Linked DNA regions of Mus musculus: all the other regions are linked to region 1. Evidence: chromatin contacts called from public Hi-C and promoter capture Hi-C data. All regions are on one chromosome and are shown on one strand. The core of a region is the stretch at or near the end of the contact, and the rest is flanking DNA. Distances in the headings are between cores, read along the strand shown. Region 1 holds the start of Dmap1 (DNA methyltransferase 1-associated protein 1). Region 2 overlaps Rnf220 (ring finger protein 220). Region 3 overlaps Rnf220 (ring finger protein 220). Region 4 overlaps Rnf220 (ring finger protein 220).

Evidence for each region. Promoter capture Hi-C pulls out the DNA fragments that hold promoters and counts their contacts. Hi-C and Micro-C count contacts between places; a contact is called where the count stands out from the background.
Region 2: a Hi-C map of cerebral cortex shows a contact between it and region 1, with 9 times the contacts expected there. The contact joins the enhancer-like site here to the promoter of Dmap1 in region 1. A contact is called at or near these places in 20 of 39 promoter capture datasets (the 3T3-L1 cell line, the C10 cell line, the HPC-7 cell line and 11 more), 5 of 15 datasets of contacts at CTCF or cohesin (embryonic stem cells, hippocampal excitatory neurons, large pre-B cells and 2 more), 111 of 484 Hi-C or Micro-C datasets (the AtT-20 cell line, B cells, the C10 cell line and 50 more), 16 of 115 datasets of contacts at active chromatin or transcription factors (the HPC-7 cell line, astrocytes, bone marrow-derived dendritic cells and 10 more) and 2 of 9 other capture datasets (embryonic stem cells and liver).
Region 3: a promoter capture Hi-C map of embryonic stem cells shows a contact between it and region 1, with 4 times the contacts expected there. The contact joins the enhancer-like site here to the promoter of Dmap1 in region 1. A contact is called at or near these places in 21 of 39 promoter capture datasets (the 3T3-L1 cell line, the C10 cell line, the HPC-7 cell line and 13 more), 9 of 484 Hi-C or Micro-C datasets (the C2C12 cell line, cochlea, embryonic retina and 6 more), 1 of 115 datasets of contacts at active chromatin or transcription factors (forebrain) and 3 of 9 other capture datasets (embryonic stem cells, liver and pancreatic islet).
Region 4: a contact with region 1 is called in a promoter capture Hi-C map of embryonic stem cells. The contact joins the enhancer-like site here to the promoter of Dmap1 in region 1. A contact is called at or near these places in 19 of 39 promoter capture datasets (the 3T3-L1 cell line, 3T3-L1-derived adipocytes, the C10 cell line and 12 more), 2 of 484 Hi-C or Micro-C datasets (nephron progenitors and olfactory sensory neurons), 6 of 115 datasets of contacts at active chromatin or transcription factors (embryonic basal ganglia, embryonic hindbrain, embryonic midbrain and 2 more) and 3 of 9 other capture datasets (liver, macrophages and pancreatic islet).

What each region holds. Positions count from the first base shown.
Region 1 is chr4:117,680,576-117,683,918 of GRCm38.p6, forward strand. Dmap1 (DNA methyltransferase 1-associated protein 1) reads right to left here and starts at 1,650. Exons shown (of 11, transcript NM_023178.2): 1 at 1,639-1,650; 2 at 1,258-1,407; 3 at 699-790; 4 at 268-463. The coding sequence starts at 1,362.
Region 2 is chr4:117,321,878-117,325,220 of GRCm38.p6, forward strand. All of the region lies in intron 2 of Rnf220 (ring finger protein 220), which reads right to left. Among named protein-coding and RNA genes, the nearest start is that of Gm40231, 4.1 kb to the left of the region's middle. Within about 2 kb of position 1,809, at least 32 of the 459 cell types and tissues checked have an H3K27ac peak or open chromatin away from gene starts, as enhancers often do. A contact at or near this core is called in the CH12 cell line, cerebral cortex, neural stem cells and 1 more, where this site is marked.
Region 3 is chr4:117,341,885-117,345,227 of GRCm38.p6, forward strand. The region is part of intron 2 of Rnf220 (ring finger protein 220); the gene reads right to left. Among named protein-coding and RNA genes, the nearest start is that of Gm40231, 24 kb to the left of the region's middle. Within about 2 kb of position 1,692, at least 23 of the 459 cell types and tissues checked have an H3K27ac peak or open chromatin away from gene starts, as enhancers often do. A contact at or near this core is called in embryonic stem cells and liver, where this site is marked.
Region 4 is chr4:117,358,742-117,362,084 of GRCm38.p6, forward strand. All of the region lies in intron 2 of Rnf220 (ring finger protein 220), which reads right to left. Among named protein-coding and RNA genes, the nearest start is that of Gm40231, 41 kb to the left of the region's middle. Within about 2 kb of position 1,625, at least 27 of the 459 cell types and tissues checked have an H3K27ac peak or open chromatin away from gene starts, as enhancers often do. A contact at or near this core is called in embryonic basal ganglia and embryonic stem cells, where this site is marked.

The DNA of each region.
Region 1 (3,343 bases), core at 400-2,899:
AGAACAATGAAGAAGCATGGAGAAGCAGGAAGCTGCACCTAGGATGCAGTTGTGAGGAGCAGCAGTACTTGAAGGGCCAAGGGAAGCCACTAAAACCCACAGGAGATCCAGAAAAGGGCGGAATGCAACAGGCAGAAGAAACCCACAAGCAGCACTTGACCTAGAACCGAGTGGGTAACTGAGGCTGGGACTGAGCACATCTGGAGCCAGCCCTGGGAGACTGGAGAACTCAGCAAGTGGCTCAGCTTTGCTCTGTTAGCAGCTCACCTTATTGAACCTGGCAAAAGGGTAGTCCTTGCCCTCCTCCGCCGCTCGTCGCCAGTGGAAAAACATAGCGCCGTCCTTTCGAGCTGGGTTAGTAAAAGGCATCCATTTCCAAGGGCGAACCTTCTTGGACCCCAGTTTCGCCTTCACTGTCCGATACCCCTGACCAGTGTCACTGGGCAGCAGTGGGGGTGCATCCCTGGCAGTGGAGGTGAAAGGTTAGAAGCAGGTGTGTGAAGAACCTCTAAAGCCATGAAGCTCAGTCTACCCCAGAATAAGGAAGTCATGTCCTGGAGCAAGACACTGAGCTGTCCTGCAGGAGGAGCCCTAGTTGGGGATACTGGCGTGGGGGAAAGTAGAAGAGAAAATAGGGACATAGGGCTATGCCTGGTGAGCTAGGGGAAACACGGAGGACTTGGGATTCCAATACTTGCTTTTTGTCAGAGTAAAGCAAAGCATAGACCTCCCGATGCATGCCCTCAGGCCTCTTGAAGGTCAGCGTCTCTGAGGACTTCTTGGACTTTTTCTGGGAAGAAAACCACAGGGAAAAAATGATGGCCCAGACCCACCCTTCCTTGAAGTTTTTACCCAGCCCAACCTGAACAAACAAATGCTGAACTAAAGTCCCGGGAACCCACTCATGGGAGCGTCTCTACACCGTCTGCACAGGTTTCCTCTCCCCGCTCGCGTCTGAGTTATCAGGGAAGAAAGTCCTTCCCTCACCTCAAGACTGTCACAATGTCTTGCTCTCTCTTCCCAACAACTTACAAGTGTCAGGTTCCCTCGGTCCTCTCGTCCGTTGGCGGTTTCCCCGCTCTCTTGGTCCCCACCTCCCAGTGTCCCCTCTTCGTTACATTAAGGGTGGCATGCTCTTGTTCCATTGTAGCTCTCCTTTTATTATCACTTCCACCATCTCTCTTCTGGTAACACCCCTTCCCATCCCTTCGCCAACACCTTCACCCACACTTCAGCCCGCTCAAATGCCCCTGCTACCTTGTCCGGGTTGATAATATCCTTTTTGCTGATGGTCCCAGAGGCGGCATCTCCCTCTGGACCCCCGAGTTCTAGAATGTCTCGTACATCTGCGCCCGTAGCCATCACGCCCGAGGGATGAGGTAGTACCCCGACGTCAAGGGTCGGTACCTGCAGAAAGACTGTGCTACCGTTAAGGGGGCGGTGTCCCTGCAACTCCCGCTCCAAGTGGGGGCAGGGTGAAGAGGCCAGCGCCAGAATGGTCCACACCAGGTTTGGGTGCTGCCTCGTTCTCCGCCTCCCCGCGCAGGTGTCCCTTACGGTCACACTGTCCTCCCTGCCTCGCCATCCCCGGGGAGCCACACCTGAGTCCCCCCAGCTGTAGCCCACTCCTCAAATTACCTCTCTCTGAAGACCCACGGATAGGAACTTCCGGCTGTGCGTCGTAGAAACGCAACCCTTAGAAACACTTCCGGTCGGTGCTTAGACAAACAGGAGCCGGCTAGCAACCCAGTGTGCAAGCTACCGGGCAGGCTGAGTCGCTCGCCTGGAATTCCTGCTGTGCTCCCAGGAATCCGCGCGAGGCGATGCGGGGCTTGCTTTTGACATTTACCTTCTATTTCTCTACATTGTGTCCCGGGCAATGAAAAGAAAACCTGAAGAGAACTCTGTGACATTGAAAAGTCACTTATTTTCTCAAAACCTATTTCAAAACACTTAATTTGTTTACAAAATGAAAATTGTAACAGCTCCTGCTTAAGTGAAATACCAATAACCCATGTAAAACAATGGCACAGTGCCTGGAACATTATTTTTTTTCTTAATTAACTGGATTAATGATAGTAATTGCCTCTGCTCATTCAGTGCCTCTCTATATTACCAGGCATTGCCATTGTGCTAAACTTTCAAAGCAGAGCTAAACTAGCTTCTCCAGCTGCCAAGAGAGTAAAATAGAAGCTCTCTCTCTCTCTCTCTCTCTCTCTCTCTCTCTCTCTCTCTCTCTCTCTCTCTCTCTCTCCCTTCCTCCCTCCCTCCCTCCCTCCCTCTCTGCCTCCTCCTTCCTATCCCTTTTCTTTCCCCACCACCCAGGGTGGCCTCTTAACTCACAGCGATCCCCCTGCCTCTCAAGTGCTGGGATTACAGGAATGTGCCACCAGGTCAGGCTCTTAACTTCTTTATTTAATTTACAATTCCCCTAAAATGAGTTGTGAATCTTGACTCTTTTTTTTTTGGGGGGGGGGGCAGTGTAATGTACAACACACACACACACACACACACACACACTGTACTGTCAACACACAAACTAGAGTTATCTGATAGATGAAAACCTTAACTGAGAAACTGCCTTTAAGATCCAGCTGTAAGGCATCTTCTTATTGAGTGGTCAGTGGGGATGGCCCAGCCCATTGTGGGCGGTGTTATTCCTTAGCTAGTAGTCCTGGGTTCTATAAAAGGCTGAGCAAGCCAGGAGAAGCAAGCCTGTAAACAATACCTCTCCATAGCTTCTGCATCAGCTCCTGCCTCCAGGATCGTACCCTGTTTGAATTCCTGTCCTGAATTCCTTTGGTGATAAATAGCAATGTGGCAGTATAAGCCAAATAAACCCTTTCCTCCCCAACTTGCTTTTGGTCATGGTGTTTCATGGAAGCAATAGTAATACACACACATACCACGCCACATGTCTATGTACTTAGGTTGTCAATATGTAGGAATGACTAGAAGCCCTTATCTTGTTTTCACAAGGGAGTATGTCATTTCAACTGCTTTAACAGCTATCAGTCTATTTACTCTTGACTCCCATATTAGTAGTCGCTATCTCCTGCCCCCCTCCAAGTACGGCCTAAAAGAAAAAATGACAAGGGGCTGGAGAAATGGTTCAGTGGTTAAGGGCACTACTGCTCTTCCAGAGGTTCTAAGTTCAATTCGCAGCACCCACATGGTGACTCACAACCATCTGTAATGGGATCTGATGCCTTCTTCTGGTGTGTCTGAAGAGGGCAACAGTGTACTCACATAAAATAAAGGAAGAAAGAGAAAGGAAGGGAGGAAGGGAGGAAGGAAGGAAGAAAGAAAGTTGAAAAGAAAAAGAAAAATGACAGACAATATT
Region 2 (3,343 bases), core at 559-3,058, 360 kb before region 1:
TCCCAAGGGGTTCAAAAAAAGGAGGCTCTCTGTAATTGTACTTGCCTCCAAATCAAGAGTTCACAGACCCGATGGGAAACCAGTGACTGGTGAACATAGCCAGATAGTAAGGCTCATGCCTGGAAACATGGCCAGGTAGCTGCACGTATCAGAACAGACATCCCATGGGCTCCTGGGAGCCTCCGCCATCACGGAACCCTCTCCGGGCCTGTGCGCTAGCCCAGCACTCCACCCGGAACCCCTGGGCTGCGCTCTCGCTCAGCAATTTCCCTACCAAGAAAGCTCTAAGGGTTTCAATTACCGGCGCGTGGGATTTAGTGCCCTGGGCTTCTCTGACTGGAGGAGATTTATTTGAAGGTTTAGTGTCGTGGAGAATTCACGTCTTCACTCCCAGGAGCCCAGCTTCCGTCTCAAGCCCCTAAATCAGGAACCAAGATGGGCTATTGTCAGTTACCGCATTAGCCTCGTTAGCGGACCAGGAGGGGTGATTAATAGCAACGCACACACAGCCATCCTCCTAGTTGCTGCTCCTGCTGCTACTTCTGACCTGGGAGGGGGGTGGGGAGCAGCAGAGCCTGCTCCATGATGGCAACTCCTTTCCCAGAACCAGGCAGGAAAGTCCAGATCTGGGCGTGGGAGCAGTTAAAGGTTAGCAAGCCCAGCCTTTGGGGCCCAGCTCCTGGGGTGAAGGACAGAGGAGGAGCTGGACGGGAATATTTGCTTCATTTCCCAAACACTCTTTTAGTGGTGTTATGATGGGCCGGCGACAATCTAAGAACTGGGATGAGAGACAGGCGATGAGCAGGAGAAAGGACAGGAAGCTGTGTGTGGGAGCTGTGGACAAGGGATGTCGATGCAGGAAGGACACAGACTATTGTGTGTGAAGAACGTGAGGGGTGTGGCTGGGAGAAGGGTGTACCATGAGTTTGGAATCAGGCTAACCTGGGCTTTCAGTTCTGGCTACTTTATACATATTTATTTATCCACTTAACAAATTGTTACCAAGGATCAAGTAGCTTTTATATGCCCACACCACATTTTTCTTGGCTACAGATCGGAGATAATAATAATAATGATATTGCCTAAGAGAATGGTGTGATTTATGAGAGCAGAGTCGGGGCAGAAACGCCCTGGCACAGAGTACCAATACAGGTCAAGAAACGGTAGCTGTGGGGCTGGGGCTTATCTGTCAGTCTGAGTTTTCTTTTTTCTCTTCTTGTCTCTTTTCCCCTCCCTTTCTCAATCACCGTTGAACCACAGTATTAATTATTAGAACCAATTGACTGTTTAGACTCTGATGTTTTAACTAATCACCACTAATGGCAAGCACTGTGGGCAATCACATTCATTTAGTTCCCAGGCAAACCTCTTTACACAGAGCAGGCTAGTGGGAGGGGATCCAGCAAGAGCAGGGGTTTGGAAATGACAGGGGTGGTCTCTGCTGTCCAGATATAAGACCTTCTCCTGACAGCCCTGGTGAACCAAGTCCCTTGGGGTTAGGTCAGCTGAGACTTGCCTCAAATGTGGGTTGGTTTCCTTCCTGACATTTTTTTTTTAGCCCTTTGGCCCCAGTGTCCCCTTTGACTTAGAATTCTGTCATGAAAATGAGCAACGACTGACCACCACCTTGGATTGTAAATATCTGACACTTGGCCAAGCTGTGTTTTTAAACAGTGACTCCTCTAAAGGTCCCCCTATGGGAGACAGGCATTTAGATGCTCATCTAAATCCCAGCTTCTCATAGGGCATCGGTTGATGATGGGTGGAGCGCACCGCTGAACCCTGGCCATCTGGACCTGGGTCAGAGTGACAATAGCCAATGAACATGTGCTCAGTGCTGCTGAGCCTTGGCCAGGACTGGGGATGTGTCCTAAGCATTGTATGCCTGCCTTCTTTACTCCAAGGCCCCAGTTCCCAGCCTATACACAGCTCTGTTTCACACTGAACTCATGACCACTCTGTACCTCCTCCAAATTCCCAGAACGCAGGAAGGCCATCTTTAGTTCAGGGGTGGGGGGTTCAGGCTAGGAAAGGCTGGATGGACCGTAAAGCAAACGTCCTGGAGGAGGCGGCCTAGATGTTCATAGCCAGTAGGTGTCGCTGTGGCTCCAGCACTGGGAGGGGGTGCTAGGTAGGGGCCCTGGTGCTGTGGGTGCCCCCTGGCTTCCTGCCCCTGTCTCAGGCCTTCCAGAAAAGCTTTCACACATGCCTCTCAAACTAAGTGTACTCCGGACACTTGGGGGTCATGTGAAGATGTAGATTTGATTCACCAGCTCTGGAGTGGGGCCTCGGTGGCGTTTCTCAGAAGCTCCTAGGTGATGCTGGCCACTGGCTGCACTATGAGTGTCAAGGGCCCCCGACTAGGCAGCTCCCCGCTGGAGAAACTAGAGGCTCGGCTTTCCTCCAAAACCAACCTCCACCCTCCCTCTTATTTTGCTACACTAGGTTCCAAATCAGAGCCCATGGTAGTTACGATTTGAATCCTCTTCTTTTGGGCGGAGGCAGACTTACCCAAACCCAGAGGCACTCTAAACTGGAATCTAACTCCAGGTCTCTGAGCCAACTCTAGCCTCTTCCTCTAGCCTCCCTAAACTCACATCCAACTCCACCTTCTCTAGTTAGCTCCAGTTCCCAGGGGGTTCCCTCTGTCTCTTCCCTTCATCCTCCACCATAGCCTTTCGGGGTCCTCTGCTCCACTCTCCTCTGGATGCCAGACTATGATAGAGCAATGGGCAGTGGGGGGGGGGGTGTCTGAGGCCAAGGTGCCTGCATAGGAGCCACTGCTGCAGGCAGAGGAGATAGGCAGTCTGGCAATCTAGAGATGGGGCATGCTGCAGACTCGTTATCCCCATCCCTCTGCTTTGTCTTAGCATGCATGTGTGAAGGCAGCCCTGGCTTCAAGGGAAGGAGGAGGTGGTGTAGCTCTGTGGGGAAAGAGGCAGACAAAGCACCTAGCAAGGGTTTCCTCTCCACACCTACATTTCTATTAGGGCCTTCCTCCTTTTGTAAATTTACTTATATATATGAATACTCTATTTGCATATATGCCTTTATGACAGAAGAGGGCATCAGATCCCATTACAGATGGTTGTGAACCACCATGTGGTTGCTGGGAATTGAACTCATGACCTCTGGATGAGCAGCCAGTGCTCTGAACCACCGAGCCATCTCTCCAGCCCCTTCTTTCCTATTCTCATCCGCTGCTTGGGCTTGCTGGGCAGTAAAGCAGCAGGCACCTTAGAGGTGGCAGTTTGTATGTGCTGGCCATTTCCAAGGCTGACAGTCTGTTAAGTGGGAATGCAACTGAATTAATTAGCTGATTTGTAATTGGTTAATTGATCTG
Region 3 (3,343 bases), core at 442-2,941, 340 kb before region 1:
CCATTAAATTATTTTTATTGCTACTTCATAACAGCAATTTTGCTAGTTATAAATCAGATTGTAAATATCTGTGTTTTCCAATGGTCTTAGGCAACACCTGCAAAAGGGTCATTTGACCCCCAAAAGGTTGCGACCCACAGGTTGAGAGCCACTGGGCTAGATTAAGCTTAGCCTCTGAGAATGCCTGTGAATCATTGTCTAGATTAAATTTACTAATTCTCAAGAAGACTGCCATTAATTATGGGTGACTTGTTATCTGAGCAGAGGATCCTGGACTGTGTAACGCAGCCGGTAAGCTAAGTACAAGTGCGTGCATATTCATTCATTCAGTGCTGTTTGCTCTCCACTGTGAATGGAACTCTCAAACTTGAGTCACTTGACTTCCGGGTCACAATGAACTACAGAACCCAGAACTGTAAGCCAAACGAACCTCTTCTCTTTTGTTGCTTCTGCCAGGGTATTTTACTACAACAGAAACACAACTAAACAGCAGACCGTAGTTTGGAGATGAAAACCCCGAGGACACTGGAAGCTTGCATTTGGCCCAAGACCCAGGATTACTAGGCTGCGAAGCCTGAGACTGAGGTTCCAAGTGGGACTTGGGGACCAAGATTATTACAAGGTTAGAATGGCCAGGATGGCCTTGCCTTACAGAGTGGAGATGTCTAAGGTAACATTGTCAACAGCCTTGGCCACTTGACCCTCAGTGTCACCTGCTCTATGAAGTCCTTGGGCTACTGTCTGCATCAACACAGCAACTTGGCAAACGCCCAACTCTTTGCCCTCCAGTCAGCTCCTGGAGCCCACCTTCACGTACCAGCAGTCCCCACTTAAGCCTATGAGGAAGGGGTGGGAAGATCTGTCAGACTTTAGCCCTTCTGGTTTAACAAAGCTAGAGAGTGGGGGGCCCGCCCCATGGCCGGTACACCATCGGTCCAGTGCGGCTGAAATAACAAGTCCGAGAATCAAAATCTGGCCATCCTTTCTTGTTTACTCAGCTTTTACCCCCCTTTTTCTTTGGACAATGCCCCGCTGAGCTGGGGATGTCCTGCTGGGTTGTGCTGGGGCTCCCCTGCCAAGACGGAGCCCAGCTGCTCAGCTGTTTACAAGGCAAATCCGGTTTACACTGAGGCCCATCCTGCCTGGCTCGGCTGAGGAGCTCTGGTTAGAGCCAGCCTAGTAGTAGCCAGTCCTAGTTCAGAGTTACCCCAAGCTTAACTTGGGTGGGGAAGCAATAGTACGGGGAAGGTGGGGCGGGCGGAGGGTGGGGGGAGGATCTCCCCTGCCAAAGGCAGGGAAGATGAGGAGGCAGGATGAGGAGCTGCTGGTAGGCACCCCTAAAAAAGAACAGCTTGAGTTCCATGGCTTCCATATCCTCTCCTTCAAGCAGTGAACTTGGAACAACAAAGATGGCAGCCTTTCTCCACCTCTGTCTTCCCTATAGCTACGACCTGGGAACTAATAATCTGCCTTCCCTGCATTCTCTCAACGCCACTGTAAAGATCAAAAGAGACAATGTCCACGGAAGACATGTGCTACTGTTATTAAATGGTCTATGGTGATCCACCCCAGGGAAACAGTGCGTGTCCACACACAGACTGGCTATTGACCAGGATAAGGACCTTGTCCCAGTTAACTTGGTAGCTCTAGCAGTCAACATGGGGCACAATTATCTCATTTATTAAACAAATATTTCCCAAGCGGGCAGGTTGCTGAGAGGGCAGGTAATCAAAACACAGAGACAGCCACGGTCCCAGGGGTGGCTCCCACCAGAGGCTACGCAAGTATAAAGCAGGCACCTCACTTGGTTCAGGGAAGGGAAGGTTCGTCACAGTGACTTCGAAGATACAGTAGACTGCTGTGTTTACATAGTGTAAGAAGGAGAACAGGCAGAATCGCAGAATTACAGAACCCCTAAGGCAGGCAGGCAGAGTGGGGTGCCCTCTCTGTCCAGTCCTCACAAAACAGGAGAACAAATGAGGCCCTGCGATCACCAAGGAAGTAAGCAATGAACACCAAGCAAGTAAACTCTTTACTGAGCTAAGTAAATAATCTCTCTCTCTCTCTCTCTCTCTCTCTCTCTCTCTCTCTCCTTTCACTCCTTCATTTCTTCCTCCCTTTTCCCACTTCGTTTCAGCTGGCTTTGAACTCATGACCCTTCTGCCTCGGCCTCTTAGGTATATGATTATAGGTGTGTGCCACCGGAGTCTTCCTAAACAGGAGCACGGATGGGTGTGGTGTGCTTGTGGGCTGCAAGGCACACATCTCAAGTGTAAGCAAATGGAAGCCGGGAAGCACAATCTGGGGAGTGGGCAGGGGCCAGGCAAGTGAAGTGAAGCCAGGCAAAGCAGGGTGGTAAGCCTGCAGGTGGAAAGCAGGAGGTCTGTGGAGGAGAGCATGCGTGCCACAGCTCTTCACAGTCACATGGAGAGTGCGACTGGGCAGAGAGCAACTCAGGAGACACAGAGAGGTGATTCAACAGAGAGCAAGGGTTACGGGATGAAGGGCTTATGAGGCCCAGTTCTGCCTTAAGCGGAACACATCCTCTGGGAATCTATGTTCCATCATCTCTATTCTGTTGACTTTAAACTTTCTGTCTGTACCTTTTGCTCCCTGAGACTGTCAGACACTGCTAATGGATGACAATCCCGTGGCTCCAATTATCCGAGATGAACTCTTCTGGCCTCCTCCCAGACTTGCTTCTGATCCTGGATTGCACGATTTCCAAAATACCCAACCTTTAGTCTCCTTCAGTGGGTTCTGGTCACTTCTTTTTCCTGACCTGGTGTCTCCACTGACTGACTCCAAGCAGTTGCTTTGCTTAGGCACCACCTTGGTTGTCTTGATCCTGCCTGCCACCTCCCTTTTTCCTTCTTTCCATTTTTTCCTTCCTTCCTTTTTCCTTCCTTCCCTTTTTCCTTTTCTTTCTTTCTTTGTTCCTTATAATTTATGTATTTTTATTTTATGTGCATTGGTGTTTGGCCTGCATATATGCCTGTGTAAGGGTGTCAGATCCCCTGGAACTGGAGTTACAGACAATTGTGAGCTGCTTTGCTGGGAATTGAACACAGATCTCTGGAAGGGCAGCCAGTGCTCTTAACCACCGAGCCATCTCTCCAGCCCCCACCTCCCTTTTCATGTCACAGGACTCCACTTATAAGACCTAGGCAAATCTGACAACACAGCTTGCCTCCTTCCAAGCCTTCAAGAGCTTCCACAGTTCTCCACATGAGGAAGATGAAGTCTGAACTCCTTGTACCCGACTCGTGGGATTGTAGTAAGGAATAAGAGACAACGCACATGTAGCACTTGGACTGTGGGCTGGGGCATTTAGGCTTTCAAT
Region 4 (3,343 bases), core at 375-2,874, 320 kb before region 1:
GTCTGTATATTATAGAGCATAAACTTTAGGTCAGGACTCATGCCTTAGTCATTTCCCTATCATGAGTTGGGTATCACTGTTTGATGAACAAAAGAGCTAATGAAGAATTATGATGGCGACATTCCACGAGGTTAGGGTTGTGGAAAGGAAGGGAGGGCACGTGACTCCGTGCTCGCACAGTACCTAGCAGGTGACTAGGGCTCAGCAACCATTGGTTGAACAAATGGATGAGACCGTTGAGCCAAACCGCATTCTGAAACTTGAAGATACCACTCCATGGTTCTGCTTACATTTCCTGCCAACATCGGTTCTCTGACCCATGTGGCCACGGCTACCTCGATACCTTCCTGTAGCCACACTGATGAAGCAAGGAACACTCAAACGGTTGGGTAACCCTGAGGCTGTTTTCCTTGTTTGGAAACAGTACCTGTTCCTCTCGTCCCAATACCTGAATGGAGAGAGAGGCAGAATTGCATCCATTCAATTAGCCCCCAACCAGACCTTAGGGATGGGCAAGCTCCTTTCTACTTACCAAGGACTGGTTTCACCCACTCTCCACTTAACAGGGGCTCTTGTGACAATGTCATCAGGTACTTATAGGCTTTTGAAGGCCACCCTTCTCTGAGATCTGCTGGGGCCACCAGGATGGTCACTGAGAAGGACAGAAGAAGCCACAGAGCCAGGGAGCCAGGGCAGCACTGGAGAGCTGCGCTGGGCCTGGGTTGAGGAGGGCTTTGGAAAGCTTTAGCTCTGACTTGGAAAAACATTTCCTAGAGGAACTCAGGGCTCATGCAGCTGGATACTTCAGTGAGTATCTGGATACATGCACTTTCCTGTAAGCATGGTACACGCCCCCTGGCTTAGCAGTGGACAGAGAAATGACGTCCCAGTTCTTCAACAGTTATGTTCTTAGAACAAAGACAATGTCTGGGATAAGAAAAGTGGGCCTGCTCTAAAGTGGGTTGAGACCCTAACTTCCTACAGCCAAAGTCTCTGCCCACTGTCCCACAGATAGAGCAACTCTCCAAGTCTACCTTCCTTCTGCCTTCCCTCGCTTAAGACAGAGCGGGCCCCACACACCTGCTCCAGTACCTCCTCCTCCTCCTGGGCCAGCCTGGAAACTCCCCGGAGATGGTGCCTGCCTGGCCTGCTGGAGCTCTCCGGATCTCTCTCGGTGCTGTGGGCCTTCCCTCCTCCTTTCTCATCTCTATATATCTGTCTAATGAACATTTCAATAAGCCGAGCGCAGCTTTTTCCACTTAATAAGCAGAGTGCTGACTTCATTGCGGGTTTGCTCCTCACTTATCTGTTCAGGGCCTTAAATCATTCGCAGGAAACGCTTGGCAAAGTGAAATCTGGTATCTTGGCCATGGGTCCCTCCTGTCAGCACCTGCCCTTCAGGGCCCGGGGAATGCCCTGTTCCCACAAACCACCACGAGGGTGGAAATGAAACTCCCATAAGCCAGAGACCAGAGTCTGAGGCTGACAACGCCTAAAAGAGAAATGTTACATACACAATTGCCTACAGAACAGCTGAGGAGGTCAGGGGCGGGTGTGATGAGGCCGGAGATACTACCTCTAGGAGATGATGTTTAAGCTACAATACGCAAAGCCTCCGTGAAACTGGGTGCTGCGTAACCCGGGAGAGCCCAAAGCAGTCCAGAGACTGGGCACTGCTGTTACATGCGATGCTGCATGTTCTATGTTGAGACTATAACAAAGGACATGGGTTTTGGGATAGGACTTCCTGGGTCTGGATTCTAGCACTATGAAGTTAACTAGCTGTGTGACCTTGGAGATGTTACTGGACCTCTCTGAGCTTCATATTCATATCTTTCTCTAACCAAACGGGGTTAAAATATTCACTCTGTAGAGCTGCTGTACAGATTAAACTTGAGTCTCAGCACAGAGAATACATCAAATGCCTGACATCTAGGTCACAGCCAATAAGCAGTAGTATTACCATGAATGATACTGTCATATGTCTTGAACCTTTTCCCCAAGTCTGAGACGAGGACCTTGAAGGCTGAGGGGTCTTCCGCTTTCTGTGTCTGAGCAGGCAGACAGGAGCAGACAGAAGAGACCTACATTTCACGGACAACCAGAAGAGTGCCCCCGGCTCCCGGCTAAGGTGTGGCTCTCCTGTCATTGTCTGTGTGGTGGGGGCTGGGCTAGGGAGGTTCTTCTCCAGCTTCCATCTGGTTTTAGCTGGCAGGAAGATTTCAGGGCAAAAGGACACAGACTCAATTAAACACGGACAAGCGCAAGGCAAGGCCTTTTGTGATAAACACATCAAACTCCCTCCCCACTCCTCAACTCTGCATGGTCAGCCACAGTTCTGGCAGAGAACCTGGAAATCCTTCATTTAGACAGCTCCAACGGCTGTTGGCCAAGAAGCTAAGACAACTGTGAATAAGATATCAAGAAGGAACACATACTTCTCAAGCTAGCCAGCTGGATGGGTCTACCTGCCGGGCTCGGCTCTGTCCTGGTACCCTATCCCGGGGAGATCCAGGGCTGCAAAACCTCTTTAAGTAGTTAGATCGAATGTCCCATTCTTAAGCCTGGACATGGGAAGACCGCAGGGGACATTGAGGGAATGCCAAAGGGGCAGCAAGGGCGTACATATTCATTCACAAAACCCCATGCCACAGGCAGAGTGGGTTTGCTTTGAACCCAGAGCACATGGGGAGTGGAGGGGGGGGGAATCAAAGTGGCTGCTGTTTTACGCAGTGGCCAGGGAACTTAAGAAATTCATTATCCCCAGTGGTAGCTCTAGCAGAAAGCGTAAATGAATTGAAAAGTATTTGGACAAGGCTATGAAAGACACAGTCACATATATCCCTGAATCAGGGTTTGTTCAGTGCGTGAATAAATGAATATGGATGATCTTAGTTTTCAAGGTATTTCAATCCAGTGGAATAAATATTCATGGGGTGCCTACTGTGTGCAAAGCATTGTGCAGGACATGAGGCTGAACAGTTTCTGTCCAGAAGTTTACACTTTTATGAGGGGATTAGAAAGGACGATGTCAACACGGGGTGGACTCGGTATATCTGTTGTAAGAAAACACAGGGGACTCCGGGAGGGCCAGGAAGGGAGAGATTCCACGGGGTTTAACGAAGGTGACATGTGAGACCAGCCTTGAACAGCAAGCTGCTTTTCAGCAGGTGAATATGGAAATAAGGGCAAACTAGAAAGAAGAAATGACAAGCCCCGAGAACTGGGATGTGTGGAAAAAATGAAGGACAATTTAGGTGGGAATACAGTGAGAGGGAGGGAGAGGGGGAGGGGAGAGAAAGGGGAAGAGGAGAAGGAGAGAAAGGAGGAGGAGAGGGAGAAG